Linked DNA regions of Mus musculus: all the other regions are linked to region 2. Evidence: chromatin contacts called from public HiCAR-type, HiChIP or PLAC-seq and promoter capture Hi-C data. All regions are on one chromosome and are shown on one strand. Each heading gives the region's core, a stretch centred on a gene start, on an enhancer-like site or on the middle of the called end of the contact. The rest is flanking DNA. Distances are from core to core; before and after follow the strand shown. Region 1 holds the start of Uggt2 (UDP-glucose glycoprotein glucosyltransferase 2). Region 2 holds the start of Mbnl2 (muscleblind like splicing factor 2). Region 3 overlaps Dnajc3 (DnaJ heat shock protein family (Hsp40) member C3). Region 4 holds the start of Dnajc3 (DnaJ heat shock protein family (Hsp40) member C3). Region 5 holds the start of Dock9 (dedicator of cytokinesis 9). Region 6 overlaps Dzip1 (DAZ interacting protein 1). Region 7 overlaps Uggt2 (UDP-glucose glycoprotein glucosyltransferase 2).

Region 1 (3,845 bases), core at 3-2,502, 1.2 Mb before region 2:
TGACTGGGACTAAATGTAGGATCCGGTCCATGCACTGCCAGGACGCACTGTAGATAAGAGGAAGCAGATACATTTGAGCTAGAATCTCCTAGTCAATAAACGCTGTGTGCCATCAAGTAAAGGCAAGGCAATATAGTGGTGGATTTTTCCTTTGTTTTGTAGAACCATGGGATGTTGTCTTGTAAATTCATAAAAAACAGTTACAAAACTGCTTATGCTCAATATTAAAGAACTAAATTTGAGACAAAGTTTCCCTTTTGTAACTTCAGACTAGCCACAGACTCATGTAATCCCCAGGGATTACAAAGGTGTATCACCATGAGAAGCAGAGTTGCCATTTCTGCTTGCGGGATTACGATTGTCTGCTTTCTACAAGGTAACTAAACAGAACGGAAAACAAATCCCTTTGGATGAGATATTTGGGGGGGAGGGTGTAACCGAGAAACTGCCTTCTCCACTGTTAATTTTGGATATAAATCAAAATTATACTCCAAAGCACTATCTGCTGACTAGAACTTTGCAGAAGAGCTTGCACTAAAGGCCACATTCTGCCCTCTACATCAACAAGAGCGCAGGAACAGGAATAAACTTGGGACACAGAAGTTTTAAAAATCGTAGGTGCGTGGGAAAGGTGGGGCGAGTGAGTGGCAAGAGTTGTCCAGGGACCATCTAGAGCATTGGTGCTATGGGTGTGGGGGGGCGCGGGGTGGGTGGACGACGAGATGAAACCCTATCTGAGAGCCTCTGATTAGGTCTGAGGGGATGGAGTGTGCGGCTCGGGACGCTAAGGGGGCGCGGGCTCGCTCCAGAGGACTGCAAATCTAAGCGGATGCTGGGGTCAGGCGGGAGAACGCCTCGGATTGCCGTCAGGACTGGGCGGACACTGGATCTGAGGGGACATGGGACTGTGAGCGACCCTGAATCGCGAGGTCTGACAGCATCTTGCGGGAGGGGATGTCTCAGGGATGCCGGGTCCCTCCGCCCGCCGCCACTCCCCGGCCGCGGCGCTAGCCGGGCCTGGGCACCCACCTGGCCTCCAGCAGCAGCGGGGTCTCGGGCCACTTCGCAGTCAAGTGGGCGGTCACCGCCTTGGACGCAGTCGCCGTGCTGGCGCCGAGCAGGGCGAGCCACAGCGCGACGGAGCGCAGGAGCAGCCTCATCCCCTTCGTGGCTCTGGCCCGCACCAAGGCACGCCGAGGGAAGCGCGAGACGCCACGCTACGGTCTGGTCCTCCCGGTGCTCCGCCGTCCACTTCCGGTGGGGGGAGCTGCAGTCCGTTAGTCCGCCGGTCGTGGGCGTGCGCATGCGTGGCCAGCGAGGTCCAGGGGCGCAGTGGGGGGAGCCCCCGGGTGGACATCGGCCCCTTGCCTACGCAGGGCCGCCGCGAGGATTTTCGGAGGGTCCGCCGCCGGGTCTGGGGAACCCAGCCTTCCATGCCAATCTACCGCTAGCTGGAGCTGCCCCAGCCCCGCTGGTCAGGGACCCTGGGTGAGGGCCAGCTTTCCGGTTAGCATCACCTGGGGGGAGCAGGAGCGAGAGTAGGCCTCAAAAATGACGTAAAAAGGCGCAGGCGACTCCTGTGTGCACTGTTGGGAGAGCTGTGATTTATCTATCTATCAGTGGGCTTTCCCTGCTCTCTGGCTGGTTCTGAGGGCTGGACCTCGCTCCCCGCCACTGCCACCCCCACCCCCCAGGATTCAGTGGTCTCCTGCTGCTATCAGAAGTGGCATCTCAGGCCTGCCACTTGCTTTTGGAGTTGGGTGCAGAAGTGTCCTGACTCTCAGCCCCTTGGAAGGCCCAGGTGATTCCTGTGCCCCACAAGACTGAGAGGCGCTGCTTCAAGAGATTACAGCTGAATAGAAAAAGAAAAGTCGGAAAATGATAGCAGTGAAATGTAAGAGAAAAGTGGGGAAAAAGTAGTTCAGGAGGAGCACAGAGCCCTTGCTTCCCATTTGTGTACACCTCTGCTCTGTGGGTACACCCCATCTCTTCCAGCTGCCAACACACACACACACACACACACACACACACACACACACACACACGAGACAGATGAAGAGAGGCAGAGAAAGAGAGAAAGCACTCCATTTACCCTCACGTGTTTAGTTTTCTTTAGAAGATGCTGTTCAAAAATCTGCTCAGGTGAATCTCGACGCCAAAGTGGCACCTTCACTACTGACTTCTCTCCCAGTGACTCTTTTGTCAGCTGTCGTGTCGCTGGATTTTCACTTTAGGACCTGAACGCAGAACTTACTTACTTCCTACTGTAGATGGCACTTTTCTCTGAGGACTCATGCCTCACTCATTTCTGGAACAATTTATGCCGAGGATCAGTAAGTATCGAAAAGGCCTGGGTAGGTCCTGGGTAGGTAGACGGGAAGTTTACCTAAGGGCGCCGAACTTGCTTTCCCGTCATGGAGCCTGAGGAAAAGTATATTGTGAATCCTTAACATGTTTTGTTTTCGTTTTTTCATTTTTGGTTGAGATGTGGGATAGAAGGAAATCAGATGTTGACAGAGCCAGCCTTAAATGGCAGCATGTCTCATACAATGCCAATCTTTACTCAAAAAAAAAAAAAAAAAAAAAAAAAGACTTGCTGTATAAGTCACATGCAATATATTATTAAAGGACATAATAAACTCAAGTTAGAAATAAGTTAATAAGATAATAACTAAAGTTACATACTAAGAATCCTAATTCCTGTTGAATTCAGAGAAGTGGACATGCTACACCATTGGTTTGGAGAGAATGAAATTCACTTAATAGTGACCATTCATTCACACAATTACACACTTTATCTCTTACGGTATTTTCCTAGAACGGAAATGACTTTAGAACATTTTCTCACAGAGACCATCTCTCCAGGGCTGTTTCTTTGCCTGAAGATAAGAGGACACAAGTGGGTGACCTTCACATTTTTTTCTCTATGGAATTGCCTGGTGTAGACAGAAAAACCCAACTGCAAAAACCTAACAAAGCACACGTAAGTCAGCAAAATGGCCAGGGACTCTGAAATCAGTAAATTATAAAATTTGATCAATAAGTTCTAAGAATCAATAACCCCTGGGTTGGCCACGAACTCAACAGATTTTAGAGCTGTAACCATTTGTTAGCATTTCCTATTTCCCTTTTTTTATTTTTTTTTATTTTTTTGGAAAACGAAATCCAAGGTTAGTCACTGCCGAGTACAATGAATGTAAAATTCATGATAGCAGTTTTCATTATATGCGGAAGAAGTGATTAATGAGTTCTTTATAATAAGAAACGTGTTTCATGGAATAAATCATCTGGAATTCTTAAGGTGCAGAGCGGGCGACATTCATTCAGTGAGTATAATGATGCTGTGTGAGAATAACTTTAGATAATAAGAATCTTAATTTTCTGAGCTGAAATGAAGTCTTAAAGTTTAAGTGAAGTTTATAACCTCCTTTTGTTTTTAGATACCCTTTGTCGTAAAATAGACTCTATTGTCATGTTTTAACTGGGACATTTTAAATATGCAAGAGCATCCTGCCCTTTAGTCTCATTGGGAAGTATTCATAACTTAAGGAATTTGTAACATCTCCTTCCTAGGCAAGATTGTGTCAAAATTATAAGCAAATGAATAATGGTTAAGAGTGTCTAAGGATCAGCAAATCCAATTTTATAACTTTCCATGTTTTATTTAAAATAAGTTACTAATGTCCAACTCCATTCTATTTGTTTGTTTTTGAAGTCCCAGGATTGAAACAGAGCTTTGGGTATACTAAGCTGGCATTTTATAACTGAGCTACCCAACCTCTAAGGACATGTCTCAATGCATGTGTGTATGCTTGCATGTGCAGTTCATCATGGGGGCCTTCAAA
Region 2 (3,650 bases), core at 1,088-3,587:
TGGATTTCAGGTTACTGTTGGAGAGGGAAGTGAAGAAAAGTGTCAGGCTTTTGGCTCTTATAAATCAGTAAGTGTGACATCGTTTCTTGTGATACCAAATAACCAGCATGTTTGTGTGTGACTTCTTGTCCAACACAGAAATTACGCCAATGACAGACATCCTCTAGTGCAGCTCTGTCACACCAGCCTTTGTAGAGATGCTTTGTGCACATTCTCTTAATTAATGTAGGACACAGACCTAGCCTTCTAAAATGGCAAGATCAGCTCAGGCAAGCTAGCTACACAAGGCTGCATTGTTAGAGGCTTAAAATAGTCTGGGACAACGACCAGTACAGAAGCCTTTTGAACATGAGAGAGGCTGATGTGGGTGAGGCCGGCATAGCTGAAGAAATGGCAGGTGATCTGAGGTCTGTACAGTGTGTAAGGAGGGGAAGCGAACATGGGGTAGAGAGCAGGGAGCTTCATTTAGGAAAATGGCAGACTTAAAGTGGACTATAAAGGCAGGGGCCACATTTAGCAGGACCTTGAAAGTCTGTAATTTGGATTTTATGGAGGGACAGGTTTGAGTGTAAAAGGAACATGACTTTACATGACTTCAGAAAAACCTGTCTGGCAACAGGGAAGACCAGAACCGACGTGCCTTGAGGACCAGAGGCTATCAATTAGCTTTTGTACCATACAGGGAATAGGTCAGGGCTCTGGCCGAGCTGGGAGGAGAACACTAAGAGGCTTAATGTCTCTGGGTGAGAAATGGGCTTGACAGAGACTAAAGTCTAAGTAATAAGATTGTAAAAAATGGGGATTTCGTGTCAAAAGCAGGAGGAGCTGGGGAAGAAGGTAAGTTTGAGATCAACACTCAGGTATGTGTGCATAGGTGTATTAACAGTTTAAAAAGATTTCCACTTGTTTAAATGTAGCTAATTTAACTTTCCAGGAAAAACAAAACAAAACAACAGACTTAACCAAAGCCTATCAAAGATAATATTGACTAGAAATGAAAATCAATATTAGAGATTAAAGTGAAGAGGAGTAAAATAAGATATTCTATTGAAGAAAATTAGTCCACAAGTCACAAGAAATGATGTGTTTTAAGAACACAATTCCAAAATCTAAAAATACCAAAACCATTACATTCTGCCCTGTTACTCCATTCCAGATGCATTCGTTAAACAGTTGCAGAGAGAGAGAGAGAGAGAGAGAGAGAGAGAGAGAGAGAGAGAGAGAGAGAGAGAGAGAGAGGCTCAATCTTTCAGATGAATAGGATCTTTGTTCTTGCCTGTAGTTAGTCACGGGACCTTCATACTTAATTTTTAAGATGCAAAATGTTGTGTTTTGTGGAAGGAAAATGTGTGCTTATTGTGTTTTCTAAATGCCATATGTTTTTGTTTTTGTTTTCAAAGCATGCAGAAATGCTGTTGACTGAGAAGAAGAAAAAAATAACCCTTTCCGTTCTTTTTTTTCTTGCTTTATCTTAGGGAACCTCTGGCATCTGTGGGTCAACCTTTGTAGATTGAAAATGGAGGATGTCCCTTAGGTCAGTGCCATGTGTATTCAGCAGTAAACGCCCTCCAGCAGTCATTGCGGCACTAAAGACAGGATGGGCAACGTATGAGCATTTATCAAATGGCATCTAAGAAGGTTAAGACACAGTTAATCCCCCAGTGGGTGCCAGCCAAGAGCCTCAAAGCTTAATGTAGAGATATCAGTTCTGTCCTTCGGCATCCCCTAATTGAAGTCTCTAGTGCTCTGGAAACTTAGATGGAAAATATATGGGTTCCAGTAAGTAGCCACTGAAATGACAGCTCTCTAGAAAAGCTGTGTGCTGGGGCTTCAAGCATGGTCTGGTCTTCAGTGTGCAATCCAACTTGGCTATAGCCTCCCTCCGTCATGGAAATTGCCTGCAAATGTTTCGTAAGGTATCACTTTGCATGAAAAACACTGAATTGTCTCACAAACGAATGTGTACATCTATGTCAGTATGCTTCCTCAAACGCCCTAAGACTTTAGTTTGGGATCCAATTGGATTTCTTGGCCATCTTAGGAGTTTCGTGATTCCCGGAGTGTTTATGATGCAACTCCCAGCTACGGGCTGGGTGTCTCGAAGCGTATTTGTCTGAGCTACCCCTCTCTGTGCTCTGCCAATTATGTGCCACTTTGTCTCGGAGCTATGACTGCTTTCCTCGGAGAGGGAGATCCCTTTTCCATCAGTATGGACGCACTGTTTTCAGAGCCTGCCAGCGCTGTGTTGCTGTGTCAGTCATCCTATGAGGACCAGTTTCAGACGAGGAGGGCTGACGAGCTGGCCGGGGATTGGTGGGCTGAGCCTGGGCGGGGCCTGTGGGAAGGAAGGGCTGCAGCTCACAGCAACAGAGTTTAGACTGTCTTTGCTTCATCATCTGAAGGTAAAATTTTCCAGCCACGGCCGGCGGCTCGCAGAGTACAATAAACAGGGACGGAGAACTATTTGCATGGACCCCCCTTCCTCATGATGCGGTGGAGAAGCCACGGCCACTCGGTCCTGCCAGATGTTCTTGGGGTTACTGTACATGGGGAAGACGAGCAGAGCTAAACAAGGTAGGAGAAACAACCCCCCCTCCCCAATTTTTTTTTAATGTTTAAAGAGTTTGCTGCAGTATGCTGCATTCCATGTGTGTGCTTAGGGAAGCCAGGGAGACCGATTCCACTAATTCGAACGGAATACTCGCAGGAAACCCTGGAGTTTTACGTAACGTTTGGATTTGAGAACAAGAAACGGCAAAGCTGGAATCTACGCCGCCCGTTTAGGGTGAGGCATTAAAAAAAAAAAAAAAAAACCGAGGTTTTTATTTATTTATTTAAAGGACAGATTTGTTTATTATTATTATCTTTAATTATCTGAAAGATCCAGGCCAGGATTATCTTAAGATAATGGAGGTTTTTTACTGCCAGAGTGGGCTACAGAATAAAGTTTACGTGTTTCCTGTTCTTTGAAAACATACTTGAAATTAAGAATTTAAAAAAAAAATCTGCTTAAATAATCATCGGCTGAACGTTTGGGACGAAAATATGTCTGTTTCTTGGAAATTGGGGGCCACCCTGGTGCTACAGGGCAATGGCTTTAATTGAGTTTCAAAAGCACATTTTAAGCAGCACCAGGGCAGAAGAGGAAGCTTCCTGGCTAGTCTTAGACACTGTGGTTCAATGTTTACATTGCTTTTCCTGGCAGCCTCTGTCTTTGTTTCCAGCTTAAAAGTGGAACCATTATATTCAAAAGTAAGGCTGGGTTAATAATGCTTACTGCAATTATCTGATCTGTATGCATTTTTAATGAGAACACACAGCCAGCAGAATAATTTAATGAGAGCAGGCTAGCTTTTAAAGCTGGGCTCTCACTATGCCCAGCCAGATCAACTTTCTTGCCGAGAAGCAGCGGCTGGAAAGGGTGAAGCAGATTTATTTTTAACACACTTGGCCCAGGAGAAGGGAAGGCTTTCTCTGTGTTAAAGAATTCTTTCTGCCCTTTTCCGTTTTAAATTTCTGCCAGGCTGAGGAAACCGTGTTTTTTTTGTTAGGCCTTGGAAGCATGTGTTTACAATAAATGTGTAACATTTTTAGAATAGTTAGCAAGCACTGAAGCGAAGGGGGGAAAAAAAACTTGCCTAACTGCCACC
Region 3 (3,824 bases), core at 895-3,394, 1.3 Mb before region 2:
ACCTGCTGTGGGGCCACGGGGCCACTCCTTTTATTTCTCAGCTCTAAAACTTTACTCTTTCTTACTGTGAATAGAAGAAAACCTGAAAAACATCTCAGTGGTTTATTAATGTGAATTGGATGTAACGTCTTAAGTTAAAAATGTAGTGAGTGTTAAAAGTCTGTTTTTAAATAGCAGTATGCAGATTTGTCACTGGAGTTCTGATAATGAATGGAATTAAAATTCTTTTTTTTTTAACATAAGCAGGCATGGTGGCTCAGGCCTGTAATCCCAGAATGTGGGGCTGCAATAGCATGTCACTGTGACTTTAGGCCCCATTTCAAAAATACCAAACTTAAACACATCCCCAAAACGAGTGTGAGAGAGGATTACAGATAACTAAGTAAAAAATGTCAGTGGTCACCGTTATCTATTCCTGGGTCAGAAGCTGGCATGTGCCATGAAGGCGGCAAGCTGTACTAGGTAACTGTGACTCCGCAGGCCCTGTGGGTGCCGACCTGCCTTACAGATACGTCCTGGGTAAGTGGGGGGCCAAGATGGTTTGCTTGACTGTACTGGACTTTGCTGTAGGAGGAGGGAGGGAAATGGTAATCGCTAAGAGCTCATCTTTTCCAGATCGTATCATTTCTCTTCTATTAGTGGCAGAGTTGATTCTGTAATTTCAAATGATGTTCAAAGGGGAGGTATTTTTTTTTAAACAGATGATCTCATTTGCTGAATGATTTAAGAGTAAAATTTAGCCACTGCGTGGCTTTGTGTATAGTAACAACAGGTTTTATTGCACTATCTATGGTTGAAATACCTGTGCAAAGAAATGCAGGGCACAGGGGAGGTAAAAATTCAAGATGTTTGATACGTTAAATTATTACTCTTAAGTTTATATTTGTTTTAAATGGGACACATCTTACTTAATCCATCTCAATTTAGTGTTTTAATAAAAAAAGAACTAAAATTATTTCAACTTGGGCTTACATGTGTCAATATGGGCAATATGAATATGGGCAATATTTTTATGCCCGTGTATTTTCACATTTAATAAAAATATTTATGGTCATATCCACTACTTGCTTCTTATTCATGTTTAGCCTTTGACTTAAAATTTTAAGAAAGTCCATCTTAGAAGTCTGTTTCTACCTTTATTTCACACAGCATCAGGGACAGAGTTGATGAAGGGCTTTCATTTATGTGAGTTTGCCAGGAAGAGCAGAGAACACCATGCCCTAGAAAAGTGGGACTTAAACTAGGTTATTCTTTCATTTTCATTCTGAAGTGTAACAGGTGGCTTCGTCTGACACAGTTCACTTGTGTCATGGTTACAGGAAGGGCATGCATGGTACCATAGCTTCTGGAAACAAAAAAGGCAGTTTTACTAATTTCAGTTATATATTTTATATTGAAGGAAAAACAAAATACTTAAATTTATATAGAACTTTTATAGAAAGGTTAGAAACTTCTGAATCCATAGTGGTAGTGTTGATATCATGACAGCAGAGATGTCAGCAGGTAAATGAGGCTGGCGCTGCCTGACAGAGAAACAGAGGGGACATAGTATTCTTTCCCAGAGCCTCTGGCTCTCCCTCAGCAGACACACACACTCCCTCAGCAGACACACACACACACACACACACACACACACACACACACACACACACACACACGCTCGCCCTCAGTTCCGGCGCTGCCTGACAGAGAAACAGAGGGGACATAGTATTCTTTCCCAGAGCCTCTGGCTCTCCCTCAGCAGACACACACACTCCCTCAGCAGACACACACACACACACACACACACACACACACACACACACACACACACACACACACACACACACACACGCTCGCCCTCAGTTCCGGCCAACTGTTTTCCCAGAGCCTCTGGCTCTCCCTCAGCAGACACACACACACACACACTCCCTCAGCAGACACACACACACACACACACACACACACACACACTCCCTCAGCAGACACACACACACACACACACACACACACACACACACACACACACACACACACACACACACACACACACACACACACACACACACACACACACACACGCTCGCCCTCAGTTCCGGCCAACTGTTTTCCCTCCTCCTGTGGGAGGGAGCTGGGTGCATAGCAGACAGACTCTGAGCATCTCAGCATGCACACTTCCTGCTTTTGTCTGCTTTAAGCCATGGCCCTAAAGAAGCAAAACCCAAGCAGGTTCAGTGACCTGCCTTTGGAAATCCCTCTCTCACGGGAAATGTTGTAGTTCCTCACTTCTCTTCAGTTGCTTTCTTTTTTCCATTTTGTAATCATTCTTTCAAAAAGCCTGCCTCGGCTCCCTGAGAGTCTGATGCTCGCGCTCAAGCCACCATCCCAGCTTCATCGTTGGTCATAAACAACTAAGCTGTGAAAGTCGGTTGCTTTCAAACTCTCTTCATTTCCTTGGAGCTTTGCTTTCACTTAAATCCACTACAGTAAGAGTGGTGGAGATAAAGGCTGGGGCAGCACCAGAGTTCTCGCTTCTCACACGGAGTCATCAGTACCTTTGAGTCCAGCACTCTGGTGCGTTAGTCTATGTTGTTGTTCTGGAGTGTCCGTGGATGTTGTTGTTGGGTTTTTTTAAAGACGGGGTTTCTTGGTAAATCCCTGGCTCTCCTGGAATTCATTCGGTAGACCAGACTGGCCTTGAGCTCAGAGATCCACCTGTCTAGGACTCCAGAGTGCTGGGTAGAAAGGCATGCAGCACCACCGCCTGGCCTGGGTAAATGTGTCCTACTGTTCTTTAGGGCTGGAGAAAGTAGAAACTACTCAGTTACAGAATGTAAAGGTTCTCTGTCCCCCCCCCCCCAGGAAACACCATAACTAAGCAACCCTTATCTTACCTTCCCACATCACTGTTCATCACTGCAGAAAGTCAGGACAAGAGCTCAAACAGGGCAGGAACCTGGAGGCAGGAGTTGATGTAGAGACCATAGTGGTGTGCTGCTTATTGGCTTCCATAGCCTGCTTTCTTGTAGAAGATCAGCCCAGGGATGGCACTACCCACAATGGGCTGGGCCCTTCCCCATCAAGCAACAATTAAAAAAAATGCCCTACAGGCTTGCCTATTTTATGGAGGTATTTTCTCAGTTGAAGTTCCTTCCTCTCAGATAACTTTAGCTTTTGTCAAGTTGACATAAAAGTATCCAGTTTAATTGACCCCTTATCAATTTGACATACAAGCACATCACTGTAAAGCCGCTACCTTTTTTGTTCACTTCCAAGATCACACATTAATGCAAACATCACAATATAAAACATTTTACAATCTTACAAATTCAAACACTTTAAAAATCCAGTCTTAAAAAAAATCCAGAGTCTTAAAATCATAAGTCTTTCAAGTTAGGCCCCTATAGTGTTAAAAAAAAAATCTTATTTCAAGAGGGAAGAACCAGGGCAGAGTCATAGATCAAAGCAAGACACAACTCCACCTGTATAACTAACTCAATGCCCAGTGTTCACTCATGATCTTCTGGACTCCTGCAGGGGCTTGGGTCACTCCCCTGCCTCTGCTCTCTGCGGCACACACAGCTTGTCCTCTAGGCTCAGACCAGCTCCACTGCACAGCTGCTGCTGTTGCTGTTTGTCCCGTGCTTCTGTTGACTCCAAAACGCTGGGGTCTCTGCTGCAACTGGGCTGCACATTCCCTAGTAGCCTCTCCTGTGCCCTCTTGATGGTGCCACACCTCAGCTGCTCTCCCTGACCACTTCATGTCTTTAGGAGGAGCAACACCTGGGAGATGGACATTGCTGAGCTTGGCTACCAGCAGGCTGTACAGCCTCTAGAAAGCAGCT
Region 4 (3,760 bases), core at 437-2,936, 1.3 Mb before region 2:
ATAGCAAAGTTCTCCCAACATCCCTCAGTCCCTATGTGTTGCAGCTATGGCAGGCAAGTCCAGCCCTTTACTCAGAATTCTCCAGCTTTGGGGCTGGGCTTCCCTTCCTCCAGAGGCGCTTCCCTATATAACCCAGCCGTTTTGGCCAGCCATCTTTCTTTTTCTTTTTGGTAACCTTTGCCCTCTTGGCTGCTGCACCTGGTTCCCTTCCCCCTTTTCTCACACAGCTCAGGGCCATGTCCACTCTCCCAGATGTCTCTATCTCCCTTTTACCTACACCATACCTAAGAGCAGCCACGTCCTTTTTTTCATTCAAAAGTCATCATAATGTGTAAGTCCTTGTAAGCATGAAGTAACACTAAGGTATCAAAAGCTTTGAATAACAAACCCACGTTATTTAGCGATGTGTAAAACGTTGCTGCCATATAGTGTCTGTTCAAACAGAGCAGCTATGGGCGTAACCTACCTGATTAATTTAACGACAATCTTGTCCAAGTTCTTATGTCTTTGAATGAAATAGGCACAGTAAAGAAACCCAAATAGACACTTGGTGGGTGTATAAGAGAAAAGTTTATTCCAAACTAAGGTCATTGCTTGGGAAAGCAGAGGGCTAATACTGAAGACTGAGCAAGTAATGGGTAGGGACTTTGTTATGTAGGGTGAGCTAAAGGCACTGGAAGCATTTTAAGGATGCATCAATAGATACTTAGTCTAGGGCAGGAAATAGCCCCAGAAACCATTAAGCCAACCTAAAAAAAAAAGTGATTCTGGAAGTTTCTTTGGCGAGACTGAGAGGACTGCGGATTTTAAGAGAGCCACCCAGACCAACTGTGAGACTTGGTAGAATGGCTCTTGCATCTCTGATCCACTAGCAGACCTCAATAGTGTCAGGTCCCCCAAGAAATTCCTTTCCCCCAGGTAGGGCATCTAGACAAAAGCCAGCATTCCCTCGGGGTGGTGGTGGTGGTGAAGATAGTTCCTACTTGCTAAGTGGAGTTATTCTCCTATCTCTGGGAAAAGGGACATTTGGCTCTTCCATTAACTTATGACAGTGGGGTCTATTAGCCCGTCAAGGTCCCATATAACCCAGAAGATAAATCCCCACCATCACCCCAGCCCGCGCAGCGCTTCTCTCTGCTTTCCCGAGAGACAGCCTTCGCAGTTTGGAATAAACTTTTTTTTTCCCCTTTTCACCCACGGAGTGGCTATTTGGGTTTCTTCCCCCATTTCATTCAAGAAGTCCAGTCATCTCTCTCGGACGTCCCTGGAGACTTCCTGAGACTCTCTGGCCTTACCAGCCCAGGCGGCGGCGCCTTATCCCCCAACACTACCCGAAGGAATCTGGGCTCGCTCCAGGAACCCGCCGCCCCTGCCAAGCCAGCCCGCGAGGCCGGCCCAGAAGGGCTCTAGGGCCCGCGCATGCGGACTCGGCGGCCGCAGCCCGGCCTCCCCAGCCTCTTCCTCCTCGGCGCTCGGCGGCGGTTTGGAGCCCGCTGACAGCTCCACGACCAGCGGACGCAGCCTCGTCTTGTGCTTCCACGTTATCCTATCAGAGGCGGGGCGGGGCGCCAGCCCCCACAACCAATCAGCGCCAACCACGACCCGGGCGAGCTGGGCCGCTCTGTGGCCAGAAGGAAGGCGATTGGGCGGCGGCGGCGCCCGGGGCGTGGCTCCGCGGGCCCCGCCTACCGCTGTTTTCCGCCGCCGGGCGCCAGCCGCCGCTGAGGCCCGAGCGCTGACCGAGCGAGCGAGCGAGTGGACGGGGCGCTTCGCTGCGGGCTGTTGGCCGCGCGGGCTGCTGGGCCGCGCACCTTCCTGCTCTTCGGCTCAGGCGCCCTTGGACATGGTGGCCCCCGGCTCGGTGGGCAGCCGGCTGGGCGCGGTGTTCCCGTTCCTGCTGGTCCTGGTGGACCTGCAGTACGAAGGTGAGTCCCGCCCTGCTCCCGGGGCGGGCTTCGGGTCCCGGTCCCGGCTGGGAGCGGCGCTCCGGGGCGCGAGGCTGGGTCCGAGCCCGGTTCCGGTTCCGTGGGCTGAGAGGCGGGACTGGCGGGCCGCGCGCGCGAGGCCGGTTTCGGCGGCCTGGGCCAGCGCAGCCGGGAGTCCGGCGTCCGGGGGACCCTGGATCGGGGGTGCCGGGAGGAGGCGAAACGGCGGCATGCACGGGACGGGTCCCGGTTCCGGAGTGGCGGGCCAGGGCCCTTTCCGAAGCCAGTCCCATTCCCTCACGACCCCGCGTCGGGCGCGCAACTTAGGCTGGTGCCTGGAGAAGCCCACCTCTGGGCTCGGAGCTCCCGGCGCCTAACTTGCTGGGCTGGCTGTGGCTTCACAGTTCCCAGCAAGGCGACATTCAACTTTGTCCCCCCACTGACGTTACTTTTTCTAGTCATCGCAAAAAAAAAAAAAAAAAAAAGTCTCTTAAAAAAAAAAATAGGGAGCGCTTACGTTTCACCCTGGGCTCCAGACTGGAATGTTGGCTACTCCCAACAGAATAGCAAAAAATAGAGGCCTGTCCTATCTTGGGTGTCAGAGCGGGGAGGAGTTAGACATTGAAGCCCCAAATGCCCACTGAACTTCCCAACTTGGTTACGGTGCTGTAGTGACATCTGTCCTGGGCACTGCTCTGTACTCATTCCTGTAAGTCTGGGGATAGTTGTCATGGAAAGAGTAAACAGTTGAATATTCCATTTGGAGGGACTGAGGAACTGAAATTGGGAACAGTTTATGATGAAACCATCATAGAAGTCTATGCGGGTTTCTTTCTTTCTTTTTTTTAAAGACATATGCTTAGGTTTTTAACCATTAAAGGTATGGTTTTTGTTGGTTTTGGCTTCCTGATCACCATACGTTCTTTGAACCCCAAATCAGAATGTGTACTGTGGCAATATTGAGACCAATAATTTGATGTTGGAGCCAGCCTCAAAAGTGAGGGGATTGGAATTTGAAGGCCTGGACCACTTTAGTATGGGTCATATGTTCTAACTTTCTTTCATTTTCTAATTCTTTCCATCTGCATTGATTGTGCCCAGTTATCATTAGTGACTTATTTTAGTAACTTAAGGGAAAGTTGTCTATGCTCTACTTAGTGTCGATTTAACTTACTCTCCAGACATGGGAGTGCTTATTTTTGTTTGCCTTACCTCATCCAGGAGCTTGTAGATCAAGCACCTTATTCGAGTTTCTGTTCTTTGCAGGATTAGGACTTTTAGCATTTCATCTCTCTACTGTGGTATTTCTATAAGAAAACTCCGAGTTTTCCCGTCAGGAAAGCACCAGTGGCCTCTCTGAGGAGAAAGCCAGTGTTGCTTTTCCAGGAGTATTACCTGTGCAGAATGGCAGGTGATGGAGAAGGAAAGAGCATTTCTGTAAGCCAGCTCTTATTCCACAGAGATATGTGATAGTCTCTGTGTTACACATCTGGGAGCTGGTGTTCCAAGAGCTTAATGAAAATTTATCTTGGGACTGGAGAAATGGTTAGTGTGTTTGTTGGCCTTGCAGAAGACTGGAGTTGCATTCCTAGTACCAGATCAGGATGCAGTGAGTTAGTTGTAATTACTCACAACTCAGTCTTCTGGTTCCACAAGCACCCAAAGAGGGGTGTGTGTGTGGGTGGGGGGTGGGGAGAGAGGGAGAGAGGTGGGGTATGAGAGAATGAGAGAACACATGCACACACATGAGCCCTTGTGTGTGTGTACACAGAGTAAAGAAAATCTTTAAAAATAAAATTTACCTCTGTATGAAGGTGGGAACAGGAAATTGTACA
Region 5 (3,865 bases), core at 1,271-3,770, 1.4 Mb after region 2:
TTCTGTATTCATGGACTTTCCGAAGCAGACAGGATATGGAGACTTGTGCTTTCTTAGGCACAGACAGGACAAGTCAGGAGTACACAGAACAAGTTAGCAACAACGGCAGCCTTCGAGGGGTTGTCTCTTTCACTTAACTATTTCCAGGGGCTGCAGTGTGGCTCAATGGTAGAGCATTTGAGGACTTGCATACATGAGACTTTAAACTGGATCCCACCCCAGGAGTAACGGGATGCAATTTACATTCTTTATTAACCATTAGTTGTCCCTTCTAAATTGTTCATTATTTTCTCCTAGGGACTACACGTAATAACTAAATGTTACTTCCTAAATGGACTATGTTCCCTGTGGCTAAACATCTCTCCATATAGTTCACTCAATTACGGGCTCAGGGGTTCTCACACAAGTCCAGGGGCTATCAGTGCTATGCTAATGATCAGCACCCCAACATACTGATCTTGGGTCTGCACACTTTAGAATGCTCCCCTAAGAAGCAAGCTGTGCTCTCAGCAGCTTGCTGCATTCTCATTTGCTGTGAGCAGCTGTCTTCACAGACAAAGAGATTCACCCTGGCTAGGCACCCCCTAAACATCCTGGCTTCTATCTGATATTCCCCTCTTATCTTGTTTACCTCTGTGGAAGAGAAACTCCTGCAGATAAGAAAGTTGTCAGGTTGTATCAGTTTCCTTCCCTCTCCACACCCCTCTGCAGGTGCACGGAACTGGACCACTCCACGGGACCAGAAGTTTCCATGTCCCAAGAATCATTTCCCCATGTACACCTGTAGCTGGCCCAGCCTTGTCTTTTACAATTCCCAGTGGAACCATCTGGACTGAGCTAAACAAGGAACTACAGCATACGCAGAAAACATGAGAACACTAGAAAGAGCAGTCATGTTTTTTTAAGAGAAGTCACTTCTACATTATTTGAAAGAAAAAAATCAGAACATCACTACAAGCTACTTAGTTCTTCCGGTAACGATTTCTGCCCATCCAGAGAACCACGAGAGAACAAACACATTTCAGGATATCCACCCAGGAAACCCAAACCACACAACATCCTTCATCTTCCACTCTAGGATTTCACCCTAGGAGGCATGCAGGTGACTCAAGCCACGATGATACAATGAGCTATCTATCAGGCTTGAAGATAGGGAGCAAACAACTGTAAACTTTATATTCCAGAAAAGGGGCGGAGGCAGTAAATCTGTATGTTAAAAATGAACTGTGTGCGTGTGGCGGGGTGGGGTGGGAGGGGGAGCCAACTTATTTGACTGACTTTCAGTCAAGAACAAGCAGTACAGTTTTGAAGGCGGCGCAATACAAGTAAGTTAACCCCCCTCATCACAAAGGAAAGCGATTCGGTCAGGGTGAAATATGCTCTTGGAGAGTTTAAGCTCCCACCCTCACAGCTGTTAATTGCCAGTGCAGTAAACTGGAAACCAAACACTAGAGCACTAGAGCAGCCACAACTGAACTTCCATGTTTGGGGTGGGGAAAGCTACACAGAGGTACTAGGCACTAGCTTGACAATCCCTTTAACAGCCCGTGTGAAAGGCTCAATTGTCCCCTCGGCAGAGCACGCTGGTGGTTTCTGCAGCTTGCTTTAAAAAATTATGTGCCTTTATTGTACTAAAGAAATTCCAAACGGGAAGCACAGCCTACTCATTGACGGTTAACAACACAATTACTTTACATGGTCTTCCCTTCCAGAGTCTAAGAAGGCACTTGAGTTTGTTCAAACTACTATGGGTTTGGCTAATGCTAAAACATCAACTTTGCTGTCAGCTGAGATTCTTTCTGACTCTGTTCAACACAAACGCCCCTGATAAAAATAAACAAGGGGAAGAGACCGGCGTGCACTCCTCAGCACCTACCTGCCTTGTTTTCTCACTGACATAAATAGACAATGCACAGAAGGGTTTAAGTCTGCAAAATACTTCCTTTCCAACTCCCAGGGTGCTGTTAAAACCCCCGCCCAGTTGACTTCTGAAAAAAAAAAATCGTTGTGGCTAGGTGTGACAAAATTTTTGAACAATACTAAATTGTTTTATGCAAAGCTCCTCCCAGAAACCTGTTCACCCACAAACGTCAACATTTCTTTCCTGAGGAAGGATGGAAGTAGACTTCAGGCCAGTCTATAAGGAAAGGTAGAGATAAGGGTTTCCTAGAGACAGGCGGAGCAAGTCAGAAAGGAGCAAGTCGGAAAGTCAGAAAGAGCAGCGGGATGCGGTGGGTCACTGACTCATTCAGAAGCAGTCACGGTCCCGGGACAGGGCGACAGGACGGGACTCTTACCAATGTGGAGCTCTCTGCCTCCACGTCTGCCTGAGCTGCATCCTTGTACTGCAGGGGGGACTCGATGACCAACTCCTTCTTGTCACTTCTACCGCTCGTCCTGTACTTCTCAGCCTGCATTCTCCACACAGACCACTGTCAGAAAGCCTGCAGCAGGGACAGCTGAGAGTCCCCCACCAGCCGCACCGCTGGCCAGAGAAAGGAAAGGAAGCCTGAAGCCTGTTTCCCAGGCACTGGAAGTGCAGAGCCTGAGGGGTGGGGAAGGCATGACCGAGAAGGCCAGCCTCTAGGGGTGTTACTACAGCTAGGAGAATGGGAGGCTCCTGCTCGCTGGCCAAAGAAAAACAACCCCCAAACAGAACAATACACAGTGTACTGCCTCTGCAATGAAAGACCAGCCTCATTGTGTCTGTTCCACACAGCGTGGGCCAAATCAATGTGAATCCAAATAGTGCAGCATTGAGAAGGAAGCCTGCCGATCCCAGCGAGGCTCCCTCATAAGGACTTCCGATCTGAAGCCCCCAGCTAGGTCGCCTGGCTGGTCTAAAAGTTGCAGTTTCAAAACGCTTTCATTTGTGTTATGGCTAAGCACCAAGAACTTGGCTCCTGATCAAAGCAGGACCAAACGAGCAAGCAAGGGTGTTCCCAGGAGGTACAGTTCAAGAAATCATTTCTCCTTGCAGGACAGACAGCAGCAGACAAACTCATGTATCTGTTTTATGCCAGGGAGATGATACCGTAATGCTGAATAAATTAATAATGCAGCCAAAGCATTTACCATGGACATTTTCTTTGCACACAACAACGTGTGTGTGCCAGGATGTAGTGTGCCCAGTGTTAAAGGATGGAGAAGGTCAGAGTGGAAACGTAAAGCAGAAAGTCTCTTCCCTCAAGAATAGGAAAAAGATGGGAAGTCCAAAGATATCCTGAAGAAGAGAGATACACAGATGTTCTTGCAGAAGTCTGCTATCAGGAGTTACAGAGCCAAAGTTTGGAGCTGAGATGAAAGGATGGACCATGTAGAGACTGCCATATCCAGGGATCCACCCCATAATCAGCATCCAAACGCTGACACCATTGCATACACTAGCAAGATTTTATTGAAAGGACCCAGATGTAGCTGTCTCTTGTGAGACTAGGCCGGGGCCTAGCAAACACAGAAGTGGATGCTCACAGTCAGCTATTGGATGGGTCACACGGCCCCCAATGGAGGAGCTAGAGAAAGTAGCCAAGGAGCTAAAGGGATCTGCAACCCTATAGGTGGAACAACATTATGAACTAACCAGTACCCCGGAGCTCTTGACTCTAGCTGCATATATATCAAAAGATGGCCTAGTCGGCCATCACTGGAAAGAGAGGCCCATTGGACTTGCAAACTTTATATGCCCCAGTACAGGGGAACACCAGGGCCAAAAAGGGGGAGTGGGTGGGCAGGGGAGTGGGGGTGGGTGGATATGGGGGACTTTTGGTATAGCATTGGAAATGTAAATGAGTTAAATACCTAATAAAAAATGGAAAAAAAAAAAAAAAGAAGTCTGCTATCTTTTTTGTTTCCTCATATTCCCTGA
Region 6 (3,558 bases), core at 1,002-3,501, 1.4 Mb before region 2:
AAGGTCTTGATTGAGTTCAAATCCCAGCAACCACATGGTGGCTCACAACCATCTGTAATGGGATCTGATGCACTCTTCTGGTATGTCTGCAGACAGCAACAGTGTACGTACGTATAATAATAAATAAAATTTAAAAAAATGAGTAGGCAGGGGAAATCCACTGAAGGGCTAAGCGGATCCAGACGCACACAGGGTTTCCACACGACAAAAGCATGATTTCAAATGAATGGGATGAATGGGAAAGCTGGGTCACACAAGCCATAATATCAACTCCTTCACCTGGAAATAAAGTCAAACCGTTTCTAATTTTGAACAACCATGCGGGTGCACACCTGCAGTTCTTGGAAACAAGCAAAAAAAAAAAAAAAGTCTCCACACACTAGGAGAAAAACCATGGCTAAGGCTCTGATCAAAACTAAACCCCAGAAAACCCATGTGAACAGCAAACACAGAACTCTAGTCTCAAGAGCGTCTGCAAAGGAACTGCTGGTGCCCACAACAGACAAGAAGCACCAGCAGAGGAGGAAGACGGAGAATACTGTACAGCGCGCAGGCACACACGCTGGCTTCCTCCTTACTAGCTGCGTGAACCCAGTCAAGTCACCTGATCTTTATATACAACAGAAGTAATAATGACACTTACTCCAAGTCTTATCCCCTCCGTTTATGAACACATTTGTATTTGTTAAGGTCTTAGGAGTGCACCAGGTTCTAGCAGATGCCACCCAGGGTTCTGCTAACCTGAGTCCTCTTAGCATCTAGTCTCTAGATCGTACAGAGTTGGGTCCTGATTTAGAGAAGGGAGCCTAAGGAGCAAACGCTCGGGGAGCGAAGGACGTACCGCGCCAATCCCAAAGCTTCTTAGTTTATTCCCCAGCTCCCGCTCCAGGTTAGTCCTCAGCTCCTGGGGGGATGGGCTGGTGCTCGACGGTTTCCTTAAGGACGTCTTTTTATTTAATTTCTGCTCATTTTCTCGACCTGAAATATGGTTTTATTAGAAGGCAGATTTAAAAAGGATTATACAAACCCATTCCAAGTGGAAAATGAAAACTCACAACTTTAAGTCAGAAAGACTTTAAGGTCTTGGATGTTTTATAATGCCTAGGTCTTTGAGCTTCTGTAACTTTTAAATCTGTGCCAGAACTTCAGTGGTTTCAGACTCCTGACTGCTTACCTAAGTTAGAGTTAACTGGGTTAAGTAGTTGATATAATATATATTTCTTTACTGTTTTATCAGTGAGAGTATTTCCCAAAATGTCTCTAAGATTAGTTAGAATTTATTTTATGATGAAAAAAGGGTCCAATTTATTTAAATTTTCTTTAAGTTTTAAAGAGATAACTTAGTGAATCCTAAGTATATATCAAAGTTTATGTTTATTCTCCCCTTTCAGAGTCTTTACCAAACCTCAAACAGGTTAACAAAGCCTTAGAAAGGGAAACATCATATAATTTAAAACAAACAAAAGCTAAACAAAGAAGCAAACAAACAAAAGGCCAGGTAATACTCTACTTCCCATGTCCAATCTGCCTGTATCTCCTCTTTACCGAACCAGAACAGAGCCCGGCGATGACAGCCGCAGCTCACTCTAGTCTACTTTACCGCCCATGGAAAACATGTCTATTTCAAGGGAGCCTGGAACCTGAGCCTAAAGGCATGGCCCTGCACAATGAAGGCCAGTCTGTACAAGGGAGCTTAAGACCTGACTAAAGAGAGCCATATCTGTCAGGTGACAACCTTAGGGACTGTCCAAAGCCAGATTTGGAAGAAGTTTGTCAAATAAACTATCATTCTGGATTCTACCTCCAAGAAGGTTCATTTCCTTCAAAAGCACTGAACAAATGCCTTCCTCACGCTTGCAAGACGTGTTTCTTCTTTCAGGCTGGCTGCAAGAAACGCCCCCATCTTCCAGTACTCATCTGCCTTAGCAGATGGGACGTGGATCTGTGAAAGATCTTACACAAAATGTCTCTTGCTTAACATGTTCTCCAGATACCCATCTGATCACAGCACTAAGTCATATTCTGTTAAGTTAATGTTTTTTTCTTTCATCTTCTTCTTTTTTTTTTTTTAAGGCAAGGTCTCACTGTAGCCCAGGCTGGCCTCAAAGCCAGTGACAGAATGGTAAGATTACAAGTGTGAGCCAAAATGTTCACCTATTAATTAAGTTTCACTAAAAACAAAATTAGCCAAATTAGTTTGCATATTAAATAGCAAAAAAAGAAACCCTACAGGAAGACACAGTTTTAATATTTTGCTATTCTTGATCGCTCAGCTGGAAATATAAAGTATATATGGTAATGTTATTACAAGTCAGAGGTTGCCTTAAATCTTACACTTTCAACATTTGTGAGGCTGATTAACTGCCAGTGCTTTAGAAAACTCTTCACACACACACACACACACACACACACACAATTAAAAAATAGGACATTTTTCAAGGTCTACATATTGGAATACTTATTTTTTCACCTCTCTTCCTGAGCCAGAGCTATACAAGGAGACCCTGTCTAGAAAAAGAAAAAAGAAAACAAGAAAAAAACAAAACAAAACAAAACACACTCCCAAAAGAACCCAGAGTGTTTGGGGCAGACACCGGTGGTCACCACCCTTGGGAGGGAGGGAGGGAGGGAGGGAGGGAGGGGCGTGATGAAGCAGACTTCAAGCACAGCTGGAATACACAAAGTCCTGCCTCAAAAACAGATTTTTGTAATAAGAAAAGATAATTACACAATTTTTCATAAGCTTTAAAAATATATAAGTAATTTTAAGGAATGCCAAAAGAAATATGCAAGCAAAATCATTCCTCTAAGGCCTCTGACAGCTCCCGCATCGCATACTGTGGATATTATTTGCTCTATTTCGTACCCGGTGCTTACATCCTGGGTTCATTTTTGACGTTAAGAGTGATTAGGGGACGGGGGCTATGGCTCCCAGGCAGAGCCCTGGTCTAGCATGTGCAAGCCCTGGGTTCCAGCCCCAGCACTGCTACAGAACGGTAATCTGGAAATGGAAACGTTCTCATTCGTTTCAGGCTAACACTGTGAGAGGCCACTCTGGGACACACGGTGTCACGTTGTCAGGGATACGATACACGAGCCCCATCTGTATCAAAATAAAGGATTTCTGCTTTTCCGTTTCCTGACATAAGAAATCTCTCATTAACTTACCCGCAGAAAATTCAATCAAGCAGAAGATTAGGGGACCAAAATAACAAAATGCTGCACATCACACAGGTCGAAACACACAATCCACATCTAGGCGGCTCTTGCTTTCAGTACCGTGCGCTATACAGCGCAGACATGCACTACCAAGGTCCAGACCCGAGTGAACAAGGAAACCCCAAAGCTTCGTTACCTTTTTCCTCCTCTGAAGAAAGTTCTTCTATTGGTTCCAGTATGTGTGAAGAGAACACTTGCTCTGTCAATGAAGAAGAAAAGGAGTTACACGAATACATTTGTTTGCTTCCAAATAATTTATACAGACATACATAGGTATATACAAGCTACTATATGCACATATCCCCCGATATATTTTGCCTAAATAGCAAAGATCTATTG
Region 7 (3,814 bases), core at 1,067-3,566, 1.3 Mb before region 2:
TCTGAAATAACAAAAAACCTAGGATAGCAAAAACTCTTCTCAAGAATAAAAGAAGTTCTGGAGGAATCACCATCCACTGGACTGTGCACCGGGTCCCCAGTGGAGGAGCCAGGGAAAGGACCCAAGGAGCTGATGGGGTTTGCAGCCCCATAGGAGGAACAACAACATGAACTAACCAGTACCCCCAGAGCTCCTGGGGACTAAATCACCAACCAAAGAGTACACATGGAAAGACCCATGGTTCTAGCTGCATATGTAATAGAAGATAGCCTTGTCAGTCATCAGTGGGAGGCAAGGTCCTTGGTCCTGTGAAGACTCTATGCCCCAGTGTAGGGAAATGCCTGGGCCAGGAAGCAGGAGTGGGTGGGTTAGTGATCAGGGTAAGGGGGAGAGATAGGGGGGTTTTGGAGGGGAAACCAGAAAAGGGAATAACATTTGAAATGTAAATAAAGAAAATATCTAATAAAATTATTAATATTTTTAAAAGTATAATAAGGCCAGAGAAATGAAATAAAGTTGTTAGTTGAATGAATAGTTTGGCTTGGGGAGTTTTGCCCTATCCATCCATCCATCCATCCATCCATCCATCCAAATGTGTATGTCTGTTTATATGCATGTGTGCAGGTACATATGCACGTATGTAAGCATGCATGAATATTTTCGGAGTTGATTGTGACAAAGAGTTGGGCCCGGCCAGAGTGTGGGTATATGAATGTTTGAATGTATATGCGTCTGTGTACATTTGCCTGTATACAGCATCTTAATTCTTTTTTTTTTTTAAAGATTTATTTATTTTATTAATGTAAGTACACTGTAGCTGTCTTCAGACACTCCAGAAGAGGGAGTCAGATCTTGTTACAGATGGTTGTGAGCCACCATGTGGTTGCTGGGATTTGAACTCCTGACCTTCGGAAGAGCAGTCGGGTGCTCTTACCCACTGAGCCATCTCACCAGCCCCAGCATCTTAATTCTTTTCCTTTCCTTCCTCTGTGGTTCACAAAGAGTTAACCAGCTTAGCCAGAGAGGCTTCTGGCTGCTGACTCACCAGAGTAAGGAGCCCAGCAATAAATTTTTGCATTTAGTCCCCTGCTGTTCTACAATGAGGTGATAAATAGTCTCTGGCCTCAGAGCTCAGACGGCAGTGGCTTAGACTTCACCCAGGCAAGGGCCCTGCTCTCTTCTCTGCCGTCTTTTCCTCCCGGTTGGCTTTTGTTTCCAGGTGGCCTCATTCGTGCTTCTGCACTGAGCTCCTCATCCTCCTGCCTCACTCTCTGCAGTGCTGGACTTAGAAAAAAAGCTGCCCCCATCTCCACTCCATGCTTATCAGCAAATTCTAATATAAAACCTGAAAATACACCTTTGTCCTTGATATGTCGTTTATATCCTGTGAATTCACTTTATATACACGAACACTTAAGTATTCCTGCATTAGAAATTCTGTACACTTGTCAAATATTTTCATGATTACTGATGACAAATATCCTGAAATGAGCTAATAATTCTATACATACAGATTTGGAAATGAAGGTGGCTTTTCATTATCTCCAGCTAAATTTAGAGCCTTTCCTAAGTAAGTCATGGACAGATGGAAACTTGATGGTTTCACTGTTGATGGTGGACGCAGGAGAGAAGGGCCACACTCACCACTCACCGCTAACCTTCCCAGCAAGTCAGCAGCTAGAGGAAAACCCGTGCATACCCGCGCAGGTGCGCGGAACCCGTGCATACCCACGCAGGTGCATGGAACCTGTGCATACCCGCGCAGGTGCGCGGAACCCGTGCGTGCCCGCGCAGGTGCGCGGAACCCGTGCGTGCCCGCGCAGGTGCGCGGAACCCGTGCGTGCCCGCGCAGGTGCGCGGAACCCGTGCGTGCCCGCGCAGGTGCGCGGAACCCGTGCGTACCCGCGCAGGTGCATGGAACTGTTTTTATAACGAATAATGTACACATGTCTTAGTTTTACTTGCCAAATTATACAATAATAATAATGGCTGTTTCAGATAGGAACTGCCATGTTGTACGCAGACGGTACTTCTTGTCACACTTTCCCGTCTGCGCACGCTCTGCTAGTGTGTTTTTAAACTCCAGGTTCTTAGTGGATATAAAAAATGTCGTGTCGTGTATGTCTAAAAACTAACAGTGACAATCAATGAGCAATGCAAATCCTCATGTTCATGTTCAGTTAGATGCAAAGCAAGCTTTAGTAAAAAGTAATCGCTCTTGTTACCTGGTCAGCATCAACAAATATGACTTTGTCCACAGCCAGTGGGAAAAGGACATCAAGGAAAAGGATTTTGTAACCCCAAATGATTCGCTGCTTGTCAGTCTGTTGATGAAGCCAGTGGGGCCACTTATACTGCACAAGCTCATACTGGAATCCATATTCCTTAGCCATGTGAGGAATTACCTCCTAGACACATATAACAAATCAAACAATACATTTTAGAAGAAGCTTACTATAAATCATTATAAAGAAACTGAAAACTGCTTAAATACTATTCTAATAAACTTGTTCCCAAGCTGAAAGGGAGTGTGTGAAGGAGGAAGGGGAGGGAGCGGCAGCAGACGTGTCTGTTGGAGGAAGTACGTCACTGGAGGCGGGCTTTGAGAGTGTTGAAAGACTGCTTCAAGCTTGTGGCTCAGCCTCCTGCTCCAGCTCACGCCCACTGCTTGCTGCCTTGCTTCCCCAAACAGACTCCTCAGGAACTGAGACAGACAGGTAGTTAGGCCAATGACCTTCTGGCTGGAGGGAGGGCCTGGCTACTGTGAACAGAGCAAAGCTACAGGCTTACACCTGCGCACTCACCAGTGTTTATGTTATGCACGAAAGCACCGTACGAAGAAGAAACAGAGAGAAAAAGCAAACCAGAAAGGAAAACCCCGTTTTGAAGAGGCATTACTTTTGCCATGAAGTGCTGCAAGGTTTTTATCCAGAGAATGGTTTTTCTAATTAGTGATAGCATCTGCTAGGACGGATCCTGTATTGTGTCATCTCAGTCCATGTGTTTTCCACTCCCATGCCCTATTTGGCAAATACACATTTAAAAACCTCACATTGAAAAGGGAAATGTTTTCAGAGATTACAATGGTAACAAAGAAATTAGTATCAAGCTTTAGCCACATTGTAAAATAGCCATGTGCTTACTTTAAATGTTGGCGAGAGGTAATTCTTCAGAAACCAGAACTTCACGGGAGTTTCGGTGTTCCGCAGAACAGAAAGCATCATAATCCTAAGTCAAAGGACATGGAGACAAATACAGGGTAACTTATATTCAGAGGCCTTTAAATGATGACTTATGAATACACATTGTGAAATATGTAGAGGTAAACTAAAACACCTTCAGACATTATGGCTGTGACAATAGGCAGTGCATAAGGATGTAAGGGTGCAAATATCACAGAGCCACTGTGTGATCAATACAAGGCTTTCAGAAGAGAAGGGACTGGTGCATTCTGGGACTCTGCCATGTGGTTGCTTTACCCAGGCCTTTCAGTGAAGGAGAGAGGCGCGCCCCTGAAAGTGCTCTCTAAAGCACCAGGATCAGAACTGAAATATCTCTGAGGCATTCTTTGTGGTCCTTTATATAAACTCTTAAAAATATTCTTTAAATTCTGAATACCATCTTCTTCTTCTCCACTGACTTCGTTCTTTTTCCAAATATGATATTCCTTCATGGGAAAGGAAAATTTACAATATATATTTTTTCTCATTATCTTGTTAAATTCAACGCATTTCTAACATTAATTAAAACTATTCTAAATCAAATCAAATTAATAAAATTTAAATGTATTTTAAAACTTACATGTAAAAAGCAA

What was found. Promoter capture Hi-C pulls out the DNA fragments that hold promoters and counts their contacts. HiCAR-type assays count read pairs that join an accessible place to other places. HiChIP or PLAC-seq counts read pairs in DNA pulled down with a chosen protein or histone mark.
Region 1: a promoter capture Hi-C map of stem cell-derived epiblast-like cells shows a contact between it and region 2, with 7 times the contacts expected there. The contact joins the promoter of Uggt2 here to the promoter of Mbnl2 in region 2. A contact is called at or near these places in 8 of 39 promoter capture datasets (cranial neural crest, embryonic stem cells, frontonasal cranial neural crest and 4 more) and 2 of 115 datasets of contacts at active chromatin or transcription factors (astrocytes and forebrain).
Region 3: a contact with region 2 is called in a promoter capture Hi-C map of hippocampal neurons, with 5 times the contacts expected there. The contact joins the enhancer-like site here to the promoter of Mbnl2 in region 2. A contact is called at or near these places in 7 of 39 promoter capture datasets (the C10 cell line, cranial neural crest, embryonic stem cells and 4 more), 1 of 484 Hi-C or Micro-C datasets (the G1E-ER4 cell line) and 2 of 115 datasets of contacts at active chromatin or transcription factors (embryonic stem cells and large pre-B cells).
Region 4: a HiCAR-type map of astrocytes shows a contact between it and region 2, with 4 times the contacts expected there. The contact joins the promoter of Dnajc3 here to the promoter of Mbnl2 in region 2. A contact is called at or near these places in 10 of 39 promoter capture datasets (the C10 cell line, cranial neural crest, frontonasal cranial neural crest and 5 more), 1 of 484 Hi-C or Micro-C datasets (bone marrow-derived macrophages), 6 of 115 datasets of contacts at active chromatin or transcription factors (astrocytes, embryonic stem cells, extraembryonic endoderm stem cells and 3 more) and 3 of 9 other capture datasets (adipose tissue, embryonic stem cells and macrophages).
Region 5: an H3K4me3 HiChIP or PLAC-seq map of pro-B cells shows a contact between it and region 2, with 5 times the contacts expected there. The contact joins the promoter of Dock9 here to the promoter of Mbnl2 in region 2. A contact is called at or near these places in 2 of 39 promoter capture datasets (the C10 cell line and pre-B cells) and 1 of 115 datasets of contacts at active chromatin or transcription factors (pro-B cells).
Region 6: a contact with region 2 is called in an H3K27ac HiChIP or PLAC-seq map of large pre-B cells, with 3 times the contacts expected there. The contact joins the enhancer-like site here to the promoter of Mbnl2 in region 2. A contact is called at or near these places in 4 of 39 promoter capture datasets (the HPC-7 cell line, hippocampal neurons, liver and 1 more) and 1 of 115 datasets of contacts at active chromatin or transcription factors (large pre-B cells).
Region 7: a contact with region 2 is called in a promoter capture Hi-C map of pre-B cells, with 6 times the contacts expected there. The contact joins the enhancer-like site here to the promoter of Mbnl2 in region 2. A contact is called at or near these places in 15 of 39 promoter capture datasets (the 3T3-L1 cell line, 3T3-L1-derived adipocytes, the C10 cell line and 10 more), 1 of 484 Hi-C or Micro-C datasets (pre-B cells), 8 of 115 datasets of contacts at active chromatin or transcription factors (acute myeloid leukemia, astrocytes, cardiomyocytes and 4 more) and 2 of 9 other capture datasets (adipose tissue and embryonic stem cells).

The regions. Positions count from the first base shown.
Region 1 is chr14:119,098,182-119,102,026 of GRCm38.p6, forward strand. It overlaps Uggt2 (UDP-glucose glycoprotein glucosyltransferase 2), which reads right to left and starts at 1,253. Exons shown (of 39, transcript NM_001081252.2): 1 at 1,030-1,253. The coding sequence starts at 1,160. It overlaps Gm16835 (predicted gene, 16835), which reads left to right and starts at 784. Exons shown (of 7, transcript NR_153786.1): 1 at 784-1,894; 2 at 2,107-2,333; 3 at 2,851-2,983.
Region 2 is chr14:120,273,332-120,276,981 of GRCm38.p6, forward strand. It overlaps Mbnl2 (muscleblind like splicing factor 2), which reads left to right and starts at 2,338. Exons shown (of 8, transcript NM_207515.2): 1 at 2,338-2,574. All of the region lies in intron 2 of Gm52122 (a long non-coding RNA gene), which reads right to left.
Region 3 is chr14:118,980,642-118,984,465 of GRCm38.p6, forward strand. Dnajc3 (DnaJ heat shock protein family (Hsp40) member C3) reads left to right here. Exons shown (of 12, transcript NM_008929.3): 12 at 1-1,061. It also overlaps a transcript of Uggt2 not described here. Among named protein-coding and RNA genes, the nearest start is that of Dnajc3, 45 kb to the left of the region's middle. Within about 2 kb of position 2,145, at least 84 of the 459 cell types and tissues checked have an H3K27ac peak or open chromatin away from gene starts, as enhancers often do.
Region 4 is chr14:118,936,246-118,940,005 of GRCm38.p6, forward strand. Dnajc3 (DnaJ heat shock protein family (Hsp40) member C3) reads left to right here and starts at 1,687. Exons shown (of 12, transcript NM_008929.3): 1 at 1,687-1,925. The coding sequence starts at 1,844.
Region 5 is chr14:121,695,897-121,699,761 of GRCm38.p6, forward strand. Dock9 (dedicator of cytokinesis 9) reads right to left here and starts at 2,521. Exons shown (of 54, transcript NM_001081039.1): 1 at 2,298-2,521. The coding sequence starts at 2,417.
Region 6 is chr14:118,888,415-118,891,972 of GRCm38.p6, forward strand. It overlaps Dzip1 (DAZ interacting protein 1), which reads right to left. Exons shown (of 22, transcript NM_025943.3): 14 at 3,356-3,418; 15 at 842-978. Among named protein-coding and RNA genes, the nearest start is that of Cldn10, 35 kb to the left of the region's middle. Within about 2 kb of position 2,252, at least 11 of the 459 cell types and tissues checked have an H3K27ac peak or open chromatin away from gene starts, as enhancers often do. A contact at or near this core is called in hippocampal neurons, where this site is marked.
Region 7 is chr14:119,004,920-119,008,733 of GRCm38.p6, forward strand. Uggt2 (UDP-glucose glycoprotein glucosyltransferase 2) reads right to left here. Exons shown (of 39, transcript NM_001081252.2): 33 at 3,144-3,228; 34 at 2,226-2,408. Among named protein-coding and RNA genes, the nearest start is that of Dnajc3, 69 kb to the left of the region's middle. Within about 2 kb of position 2,317, at least 375 of the 459 cell types and tissues checked have an H3K27ac peak or open chromatin away from gene starts, as enhancers often do. A contact at or near this core is called in the HPC-7 cell line, adipose tissue, astrocytes and 8 more, where this site is marked.